Regions from separate parts of the Zea mays genome. Here region 2 is linked to region 1. Evidence: chromatin contacts called from public Hi-C data. All regions are on one chromosome and are shown on one strand. Each heading gives the region's core, a stretch centred on a gene start, on an enhancer-like site or on the middle of the called end of the contact. The rest is flanking DNA. Distances are from core to core; before and after follow the strand shown.

Region 1 (4,981 bases), core at 1,704-4,203:
GTTAGAAGGAAACAAAGATGAAAAGAAAACTCTTCTAATTTATTTTGCACTATAATTGCACAGAAGAGTAACCTAAAGCAGCATTAACAGCCATGAATGCTTGTAGAAATGTATGTTAGTTAGAGCAAACCATTCGCAAATAAAATTGTATTACCTAAGGTAGCAATGGCCATTTCGCTCCTTAGCCAGACCAAAATCAATAAACATAGCCTGTGTGATGAAGCATGTAAGCATATATATCAATTTTAAAATTTTGTGCAAGGAAATGCATTCAAGAAGAAAATTATCAAAACCTTGGCATGACCAATATGAAGATATCCATTAGGTTCTGGTGGAAAACGGGTCATCACTTTTCCTCCAGTTGCTTTAAGATGTTTTTCTAAAATTTCCTTTGTGTTATGCGCTCTCCATATGTTCCCATCACTGAAAAATATTTCTGTATGAACCTAGATCATAAAAAGATATCAGGATCACTGAAGAAAACTTATTATGATGGAAAAACAAACAAATCAATGAACTGGTCAATGTGCCTGAGTGCCAAAACTACGACTTGTATGTCAGAGAATAGTGGAGCAAGCATACCTTGAAGTTTTCCTCTGGTTGGGGAAATATAGTGTACGGGTTCAATTCCTCCTCAGATGGTGGGGCAGCAGTGGCAACTGCAACTTTTTTCTCCTGCATTTTAGGGAAACCATAACTAAGTGGTCCAACAAATCAAACTGCACTACTTTAAACATGAATGGTGCACATGATTGCCAACCTCAACTTTTGCTGGTTTTTCCTTCTTCTTTTTCACTGGTTTTATATTGTCAGCTTCTGTCTTGGGACCTAGGATTTCTGCAAGCCTCTTGTCAATTTCCTCCTGTGCAAGCAGCAGATGTTCAAAACAACTAAAAGACAATTGAAATAAAACAAGTGGTTTGTATAATAATTGCTTTGCACCTTTATCGCCTTAGCATCACCCCAGGGGTGTCTCTTCCTGACCTGTCCGCATAGTGTACCAACTGAAGAAAAGCCAAAAAAGGACAGGGTTAAGGATTAGTCCGATGGTCATTCATCAGGAAATTACTAAACTAAGAATTATGAGTACAGTTGTAAATTTAATAGGATATAGAACAGTAAGCATATGTGGATTTTGGTTCATAAAATTGTTTGCAATTTATCATTCAAGTTGAATTGGAAACCGAACCATTTATGTGATATCGCTGCTCCTTTATAGCTTCCATATTCTCCTCAAGCACATCAGTAACAGTAGATTTAATTTCCTCAATAGAAACAACCACACCTGCAGGCACAGCATTGTGGTAGTCATAAGATGGCCAGGTGATATGGACTGAGGATAAACTGTTAACAAAAGTAGTGTCAGTTTCTTGAGTCATTATTCTCTTAGATCAAGTATTTCAGATGAAACGGGCCGACAGACTAAGAAGTAAGAATAGACTATTTTCTGAGAGCTAGACAGAGACTCTTCCTTGGTATCAGAAGAACAGATAAGCCCAATGACGTATCACAAAATTCTAAGAACGATGCGCGACATAGATTATATTAGAAGCACATTGATACAAGCCATGGAAAGGAAATTTACCTACACCACATGCTTCTTCAAATTTGACCACATCTAGAGAATCAGGACCAGTATTAGTAAGAAATGACAGAGCAGCATCTAGCTGTGCGGGGTTCTTTATCTGCAAAGAGAAAATTTTAATGTTCACACCATCAAGGCAATGAGAAGGTGAAACAAGGAAAACACTTTGTCCGCACCAGCAAAATCAACTCGTAGAAGTCAAGAATGGAGAGGGGTAAAGGGTTAAGGATCTACCTTTGTTGACAAGACATAGCTAATAAGGACAGGACGGTGAACAAGTGCATTAGTTGGGTACTTGGTGGCGACCTGTTTCACACATGAGTAAGTTGAGTTACACAAGAAAAAATCGTCAACTTATACCTTTCTCATGTTCCATTGGTCTAGGTGCTTACTGCATACAGAAGATTGCCGACTGACTTGTCGCATTCCTTTATACCAGCCTGTCGGCAGGCAAACAAGACCAGTTAATCTAACGGGAGGAGGCGGTACATTTTGAAGAGATTGTCAGTGCAACAAAATGTTAAAATAGTAATTTGATCACAGCGAGGCTTAAGCTAGGATAAGTCAGTGGATAAGGGAACAGTAAAAAAACTAGATATATAATGTCTGAATTCCTATGTGACTTCTGAGCAAGCATGAAGCCGATATCAGATGTCGCAGTGACGAAATTAAGCGAGCACGGACAAAATGGAGCTGCAATAGAACGTGTGAACTAGGCAGCAGGCTTGCAGAACGAGGAACCAAAATTGCACGCTACGCTACTGTACGATCTAGTAACGGTCGGAGTTGGGAGGAACTAGATTGTGCAGCAGCCAGCACGGATCCTGGCATCGTATACCATTTACAGGGCGCATCAAACACTTGGGCAGATACTCTGCATCCGGAATTACAACGGCAGATTTCTCTACACCATGTGGCACAGGTTAGCATAACCAAAATCAGACCCCCTCTCCAGAACTCCGCACCAACGCTAGACCCGCCGAGACGCGACCAAAATCAGAGACACCCAGTGCGGCGAGACGCGAGCGGACGGCGAGGGCTCACCTCGGCTATGACGGAGGCGAGGTTGGCGGTGACCTTGGCGTTGACGAGCGCGTTCTCGGCGGTGCGCTGGTCGAGGCCGAGCGCCAGCAGCGCCTCGAGCGGCAGCGCCGGGCCCGCCTTGCTCCCGTCTCCCCCGGTGCCCATCCCCTCCGGCGCCGCCGCGGTAGCAGCAGCAGCAGCAGCCTCTCCCGCTCCCTAGGGGCTAGGGTTTAGGATCCCGGCGGGAGGAAGGGCGCAGTGGAGCGGCGGGGAAGAACAGAGTGGAGGAGCTCGTGAAGAGCAGGGTGGTGTGGTGTGGGTGGTTTGGATTGTTGGATTAAACCCAAGTGAAGAGCACCCAGTGATATATATCGAGGCCCACTTGTACAGGGGGGCCGGGTCCATTAGCGCGTGCGGCGTGCCGGCGTGCGTCAGCGTCACGGCGTGCGACGGATTCCGTCGGCTTCCGCTTTCCGTTTACGTTCGTCTTCGAGCAGACGGAAACTTGAGTTCCAAGATACTGCTGCTACGTTTTTTACATACCACGCGGGACGGGAGTAGCTGACCTTTGCTTCACTTGGCTGCCACGGAAATACGGAATCCATCGGCGCGGAACCGGATTCTAGAATCCATCCACCACACCACGTCGCGAGAATCTCTCGCCTCACGTCACGTCCAGAGTGCTACGGAAGCTGAAAGCGACTGATGGAGCCATGATACTGGTTTTGCTGAAGCGAAAACGTGCTTCGCGTCGGCCAAATTCTCTGGCAGGGCCCATGTAACAATGGGCCAGGATTCCGTTACAACGACCAATCTAATTCTATTATGCTTTTTAGTAATTATCTAGTGTCACGAGATAGCAGAGCCAAGGTCGCTGCAGTGGAGGCTGCCATCGCACAACATAGATCATATACCATTTTCGGGTTTTTTTTATCGTGTTTTAGGTTAAATATGAACAGGCGGACGATAAATATTCGAGAACATTAAAAACAGGCATCGGGCAACAAAACTCCGCAGCAAACGCTATTTGTGTTTTGTGTTATATATAATTACTATACTCGATTAGAGTTAGAGAACACCGTTTCTCTCCACGGCATTTCAGTTATAACTAGTTGAGTGCCCGTGCGTTGCGACGGTGTACAATTTATTCGATAATGTTAGTGCACAACAATTACATGGAAACAAACAACATATATATCAACACCAATATCTGACATATGAGGAGTGGACATGTCAGTCAGTAATAGCAAGTGATTGTTCCCCAGAAGAACGTGAATGGTGAGATTAGGAAGAAGGGATATTGGGGAAGTAATCTTCTATTTCTTAATTGCCAAATGTTCGACACAAGAAATAAAATCGGTCATCCAAAATAGTTGCACAAACTGTGGTTCCATGACTCCATTAGATGAATCAGGTGCATATTCAAGAAATAAAATCAAGGAATGTTCAAGAACAATAGCTAACAGTAAATTTCGAATTGCGGACAAACAATGAACTCTGAAACTTCTAAGATAGCATATAGAGAGCAAAATCAAGTCATTAATGATTCGTGCAATGACAACAACATTTCATATCTACAAAATCAAGGTAGAAGTAATCTTAAATCTTTCAGATATGTTGCCATGAATACACAAAACTTGCATGGTGAACTATGCTACTTTAGAGAGAGAGAGTTTTATATTAGTCATACAACACTGATTTGTAAGGTCAAGCCGCCGTTGCACCGGACACACAAGTACCCATTGCTCTCAGATTCAGCTGGTATGTCTGCAGGTAGAGAGATTGCATTTCAGAATTTTATTTTGCCATCACTCGGAATGGCATAGGACTGGAGAAACTTACGAGGCCAATAGATGTGTGGTGCAGAAGATGCTCTCCAACCATTTGCATCTACGGTTCTCCACAACTCATTTGCAACAACATCCTTGAGTAGTAGCACTGATATTGGTACAAGATATAGTTTGATAGAAAATTCAAATAAACATTGTATATACAATTCAATTCCATGCATATAGCATAACTCAATCAGTGATGCACCAAAAAAATGTCTGAGACAAATTAGGCCATTTATTTTTAACATTATTCCTTATACATTAAATATTATGTGCCATAACAAGATGCATAGATCCATACATTGCGCTGACTTGATTTTAACAGTTATTTATCAATTCCTTACTCGAGTCTTTTCATTATAATCAATAAACAGTATTGATCCATTGATGCATCACTTCCCTGACAGCCTAAGCTAGCAAAACTGAGGTTATGAAACATCATGTGTCAATTATCAATTTTACAAATGTCCTTACATTTATGTCGTAACCTGCTCGCATGCTTCAATGTTTACATTACATGTCTACTATAATGCAGCAAACT
Region 2 (4,981 bases), core at 838-3,337, 280 kb before region 1:
GTCGGTCGCTAAAAAGATGTCGGTCGCTAAAGCCTTTAGCGACGGCACTTGCAGCGACCATCCTTATGGGTCGCTAAAAGTTTTTAGCGACCAACCGTAGGTCGCTGAAGGCCGTTTTAGCAACCAACCGTAGGTCGCTGTAAGTGAACCGTCGTGTAGTGTATGGGGATGAAAATTTTGTTTTGCGCTAGCGTAGCCTCCCCGTAATCCTACAGGGACACCCTCCGCTCGATTCGGCACCAGACGAAGGCCTGTGACGGGGTCATCTCATAGTGCGGCCTCGTCCAGCTCAGAGGCCCACGTGTGATCTGGCCCATTGTAACGGGCCCTGCGTGGCCGCCGCGTGTTACGGGTCTAATTTGTAAAGGCATCCCTGTAATTACAGTCTGTAACCCTGCTTTATGGGAATATTCTGGGAATAACCTAGGTAGCTGAGGGCACATGCGTCCTTAGCACAAAGCGCTGGGCGCTCAGGTACCTATAAATACCCCCGCACAGTGCCCGTGAGAGGCCGGATTAACAGAGCTTTTGCCATCTAGCACGTAACCCTGTCAACGTCATCGTTCACCCCTGTTGGCCCCCCTTGCGAGTGAGAGCAAGTTCCAACACCCTCCAACTCCAATCTCTCTCTCTCTGCATTAGGGCATGCATGTCTTTTTATTCCAATGTGCTAAACTTTATTAGAGTAGTTCAGACACCCAAGAAGCTAAACTTTAGCATTTCAATTTATATGGCTAAAGTTTAGCAGGAAGCTAAAGTTTATCCCATGAGATTGAAACATGGCCTTAGTTTGATCCAATTAAATAAGGTATGAGCTATATATCTATATTAAACCTAACACAACGAGCATAATGAAGCGTATATGAAATATGAAGGAGCTTTGAATCTTTCAACTATTGTGTCAATTATTTGTTGCACGTGGATCAGATTAATTTGATCTTTCAGCTTGCACATCCATCGACCACTTGCCCTCCAGGCTACAGATGACCACATGAGTCGGTCTATATGGACCAGCACGAGGCACACTTATTTTGGCACGGACATGGCACGACACGACAGTAACTATGTCTGGCCAGCTCGAGGTTTATTATGGATCATATTTGGGCTTAGATACAAACCCATCGGACGGTATAAGCACTATCGACTCATTTAGCACGATACTAGACATAAATAGCCCATCAACTTGAGTACGACCTAGCACAACCCATCTGTGATCCAACTTTATCCCAATCTAACCCACCATATATTTATCCGTACCGAACCGTGCTTTGATCCGATTAAATCAGCACGACTCGTTGGTCACGTATACCTCCAGACCTACACTATGTATAGAGATGGCAATGGGTACCCGAAACCCGATGTGTTTTTACCCCATTAGGGTACGGGTTTGGATCAATTTTCATACCCATAGGTTTGTTAATGGGTATAAATGTATACCCGACGGGTTCATGGGTACGGGTTTGTTCTGATTGTACCCAAACCCGTGAACCCGTGGGTTTTTTAAACCCGACCAAACCTAATGCATATTGTCATTTTATTTTATAAACGAACAACAAACGTGTTATCTACCTATTTACTTCCTAATTTTTATCAAATAGTGAATGTATAAGTAGTTGGTGATAGTGTTGCTTGCTTGCTATTATAGTTATTACTAGCGTTATATATGTGGTGTGTATAACTTAGTGCAAGGTAACTTAATTATACAACGTATTATTTATATTTAATTCTCTCTACTAATATTATTTATACCAAATCATGAACTCATTGTTCATTATATAAACTTTGGACTATGATCTCATTAATCAGTACGATACTTATTGATTATAAAAAGAATAAGCATATTGGAGATAAAAACCCGCGGGTAACCCGTGAGTACCCGCAAACCCAATGGGTATGGGTTTGGGCAAAAATTCAAACCCGTCATGGGTACGGGTTTTTTAATAGGTGTAAATATTTTTCACGGGCACGAGTTTGGGATAGCAAAACCCGACGGATTTATATCCGTTGCCATCTCTAACTATGTACGAACCCGTAATGCGGTATTGGTAGGAACGTAGTGGTCCGTACGCAACTAACGAGCTTATGTAGTTGATGGGCTTGCTCATTTTACCTTGTTGGGCCGAAGCTATCTTCCTTTTCACTGTTTGGGCCCGTAATTGTTCTTGTTCTCGGCTAACGAACATCCAGCCGTAGTAGATACTCGTGTTCGTGTACGTACAACATATAACATGGTTCGAGGTGATTCTTAGAAAAAAAAATGGAGAGAGAGAACACCCGCGTGCATGCGCTTCCAATCCATTTTCTCATATGTACTACATTCTTCTGTGAATGGGTCTTATTCCTAGCCTTTTGAAATCCTAACGCATGCATATGAAATATATCGTGGGCCATATACAAAGTATAGTGTCGAACACTTAATTCTGGTGAATTTTAGCATCTACCAAGTAGTGATGGTCAGCAATGAATAAATCCATCAGTTCATACTTACCCCCCAATAATACACTATTTTTTTTCTTTACTAGATGTACGTACTCTCCTCAACAACCACCCCCATGCACGTGTATGGGCATGCCTAATCTAGTTAATTTTATATATCAAAGTAATCCAACTACATACAAATTAATGGTCTAGATCGTTATTTATCTCTCATATTAGTCATCGAAGATGCAAAGATCCATAATATCATTTGGATTATCTTGAGTCATCTATGTGTTTTTTATATTCGGCGAAGTCTTTACCAATTGCAGAAAAAATAGTCGACGAAGAATCATTTACCAATAAAATATTTATCAAGTATTCTTTGTTAAATATAATACTCAACAAAAACTTTGTCAAATAAAAAAGACATTTGCCGAGTGTTTAGAATACTCGGCAAAGAAGACCAGTCATGCAGCGTATCGGTAGTGTAAATCCGCGCCGTGTCTTTTTAATTTTAATTCATATAATTGAACGAACCGTTTGTTAAGCTGATGGCTTCGGACAAGTTGCGGTTTTCCTCTTCTCATTCACGAGGGAGAGCATTTTATATTCGCATGTAAAGCTTTGTCGTTCTCCGAATCAAACCGTTCCCTTTTCAAGTTTCCATGTGCTAGTCAGTCCTATGTAAAATGAAAAGGTCGTCTGTGGAAAACTTGCATTATATTGTTTACGTTTGTGTGGCAAGACGACTTTGTTCCATCCTTTTAGAAGTTCTTACGGCTTTGTGTCCTAGTAACTGATTATGTGTCGTCAGTTGTGTATGTCAAATAAAAGTCTATGGTAAATCGCATTATGTATGTATAGGGGTGGTATCTAGCTTTAAATTTTACACTATAAAGTTAAAGATCGGATCATATTAGAATCAGACCATATATATTTCTATTTAATTTTAAACTAAAAAATAACTAAGAACTAAGACGAATCATGAAGATATATTTGGATCATGATTATTACTACTGATCTATATATGTGTTAATGTGTACCTCTGCGACAAAGTTGCTTTCTTATCTTCATTATTTTCTAGCTAGCTAGCTAGGTTTCCGTGTAGTAAGTCTCCAGAGCCAACACAGATTACTTCAGAATTAATTAAATGTAAAACTGAGGTAGATATGGTGAAATCCTCACGAGTGGCCCACCGAAGAAGTATGGATGTATTTGGTCTAATGTCAAAGTACAATAAGGTGGAGCGACACCGTCTACTCGATTTTTTGAGACCATGCCGTCACTAAAAATTGCTTCGGTGTTCATATCGATCACTTCCGCGTGACTCTTATCTAAACATCATAGTAAACGTGGCCGCCTACTTCTTTTACTCCTTGTATGTCCAACAAAACACATACCCTATCTCCAATATATCTCCAGGTGGTTACGACAATTGAGCGTCCACCAGTGAAATGTGCAGCTGAATTAGTGATTATTATGCTATCATCTTACTTATTGCTATGGTTTTACTACTATTCCAAGTCTCCCAAGAAGCACTTTCTCAGTCAAGAAGTCGTTTTAGAGTAACAATACAAAATACTCTGCCATCCACACTCACCAGATTTTCTTTGATTTTCTGAGGAGAGCTCTCATCTCTGCAGCTTTTGTCCAGTAGTACGTAAGATAGCCTAGCCCCCTCGTACGTACCATTTTGACCGCCAAATTAATTAAGGCGAGCGCTGATAATATAATCTTTGCAGGAGCTAGAGTAGGTAAACTAAAAAAAAGAAAGAATCACAGAAGGGACACGAGTTAAATTACTTTTGCATTATTTTGTTTATCTTGATGGGGTTGGAACTTCCTGGAAACGTCGTATTCCGGCAGCTGCTGTCTGCAGGTCAGAGGACATGGACTGTTTACCACTGCATTGCATTATATTAATTATTCTGGCCGAGGGTAATTGACCACTAGCTACCACGGCAGTGAAATGCATGGTACGGTTATTATCGTCTTACTTGTTATTGCTATGGTGGTTTTACTAGACTATATATTCCAAGTCTCCGAAAGAACGAAGAACTTTCCCAGTCCAGTCAAGAAGTCGTTTCAGAGTTACATACAATACTCTGAATGATTTTCTTCGTTTTTTTTTTGGGTGAAGAGGGCTCTCATCTGCAACTTTTTGTGCAGTAATTAATATAATCTGCATTGGGTGTCGTTGTTACTTGGACCTTCCGTTCCGTAATGAATTGAAAGCTGAGTACTAGCTTGCACTATATATATATATATATATATATATATATATATATATATATATATATATATATATATATATATATATATATATATATATATATATATATATATATATATATATATATATATATATATATATATATATATATATCGTCATCACAAGAAGAAGAAGAAGAAGAGTATATGGTCAATGATCGATCCTCCTCCCCGGCCGGACACGCGCACGCATCCTCCTCTTGCAATGCATGCATGTTCGCTTGAGAAATGCACAGAGGAGCAGGACAGAGAACCTGATCAGTTTGTATTTTAAAATCCATATTTCAGTTTG

The links. A called contact is a pair of places that touch in the nucleus more often than the background predicts.
Region 2: a Hi-C map of tassel shows a contact between it and region 1, with 3 times the contacts expected there. The contact joins the enhancer-like site here to the promoter of LOC100285944 in region 1. A contact is called at or near these places in 3 of 25 Hi-C or Micro-C datasets (ear, leaf and tassel).

What each region holds. Positions count from the first base shown.
Region 1 is chr8:22,400,277-22,405,257 of Zm-B73-REFERENCE-NAM-5.0, reverse strand. LOC100285944 (glutaminyl-tRNA synthetase) reads right to left here and starts at 2,953. Exons shown (of 22, transcript NM_001158833.2): 1 at 2,630-2,953; 2 at 1,978-2,025; 3 at 1,820-1,891; 4 at 1,586-1,685; 5 at 1,190-1,285; 6 at 943-1,004; 7 at 761-862; 8 at 583-675; 9 at 294-446; 10 at 155-210. The coding sequence starts at 2,773. It overlaps LOC100856985, which reads right to left. Exons shown (of 9, transcript XM_035961636.1): 8 at 4,451-4,546; 9 at 4,128-4,375.
Region 2 is chr8:22,684,162-22,689,142 of Zm-B73-REFERENCE-NAM-5.0, reverse strand. No RefSeq gene overlaps it. Among protein-coding and RNA genes, the nearest start is that of LOC103636824, 38 kb to the right of the region's middle. Within about 2 kb of position 2,087, at least 10 of the 20 cell types and tissues checked have an H3K27ac peak or open chromatin away from gene starts, as enhancers often do. A contact at or near this core is called in ear, leaf and tassel, where this site is marked.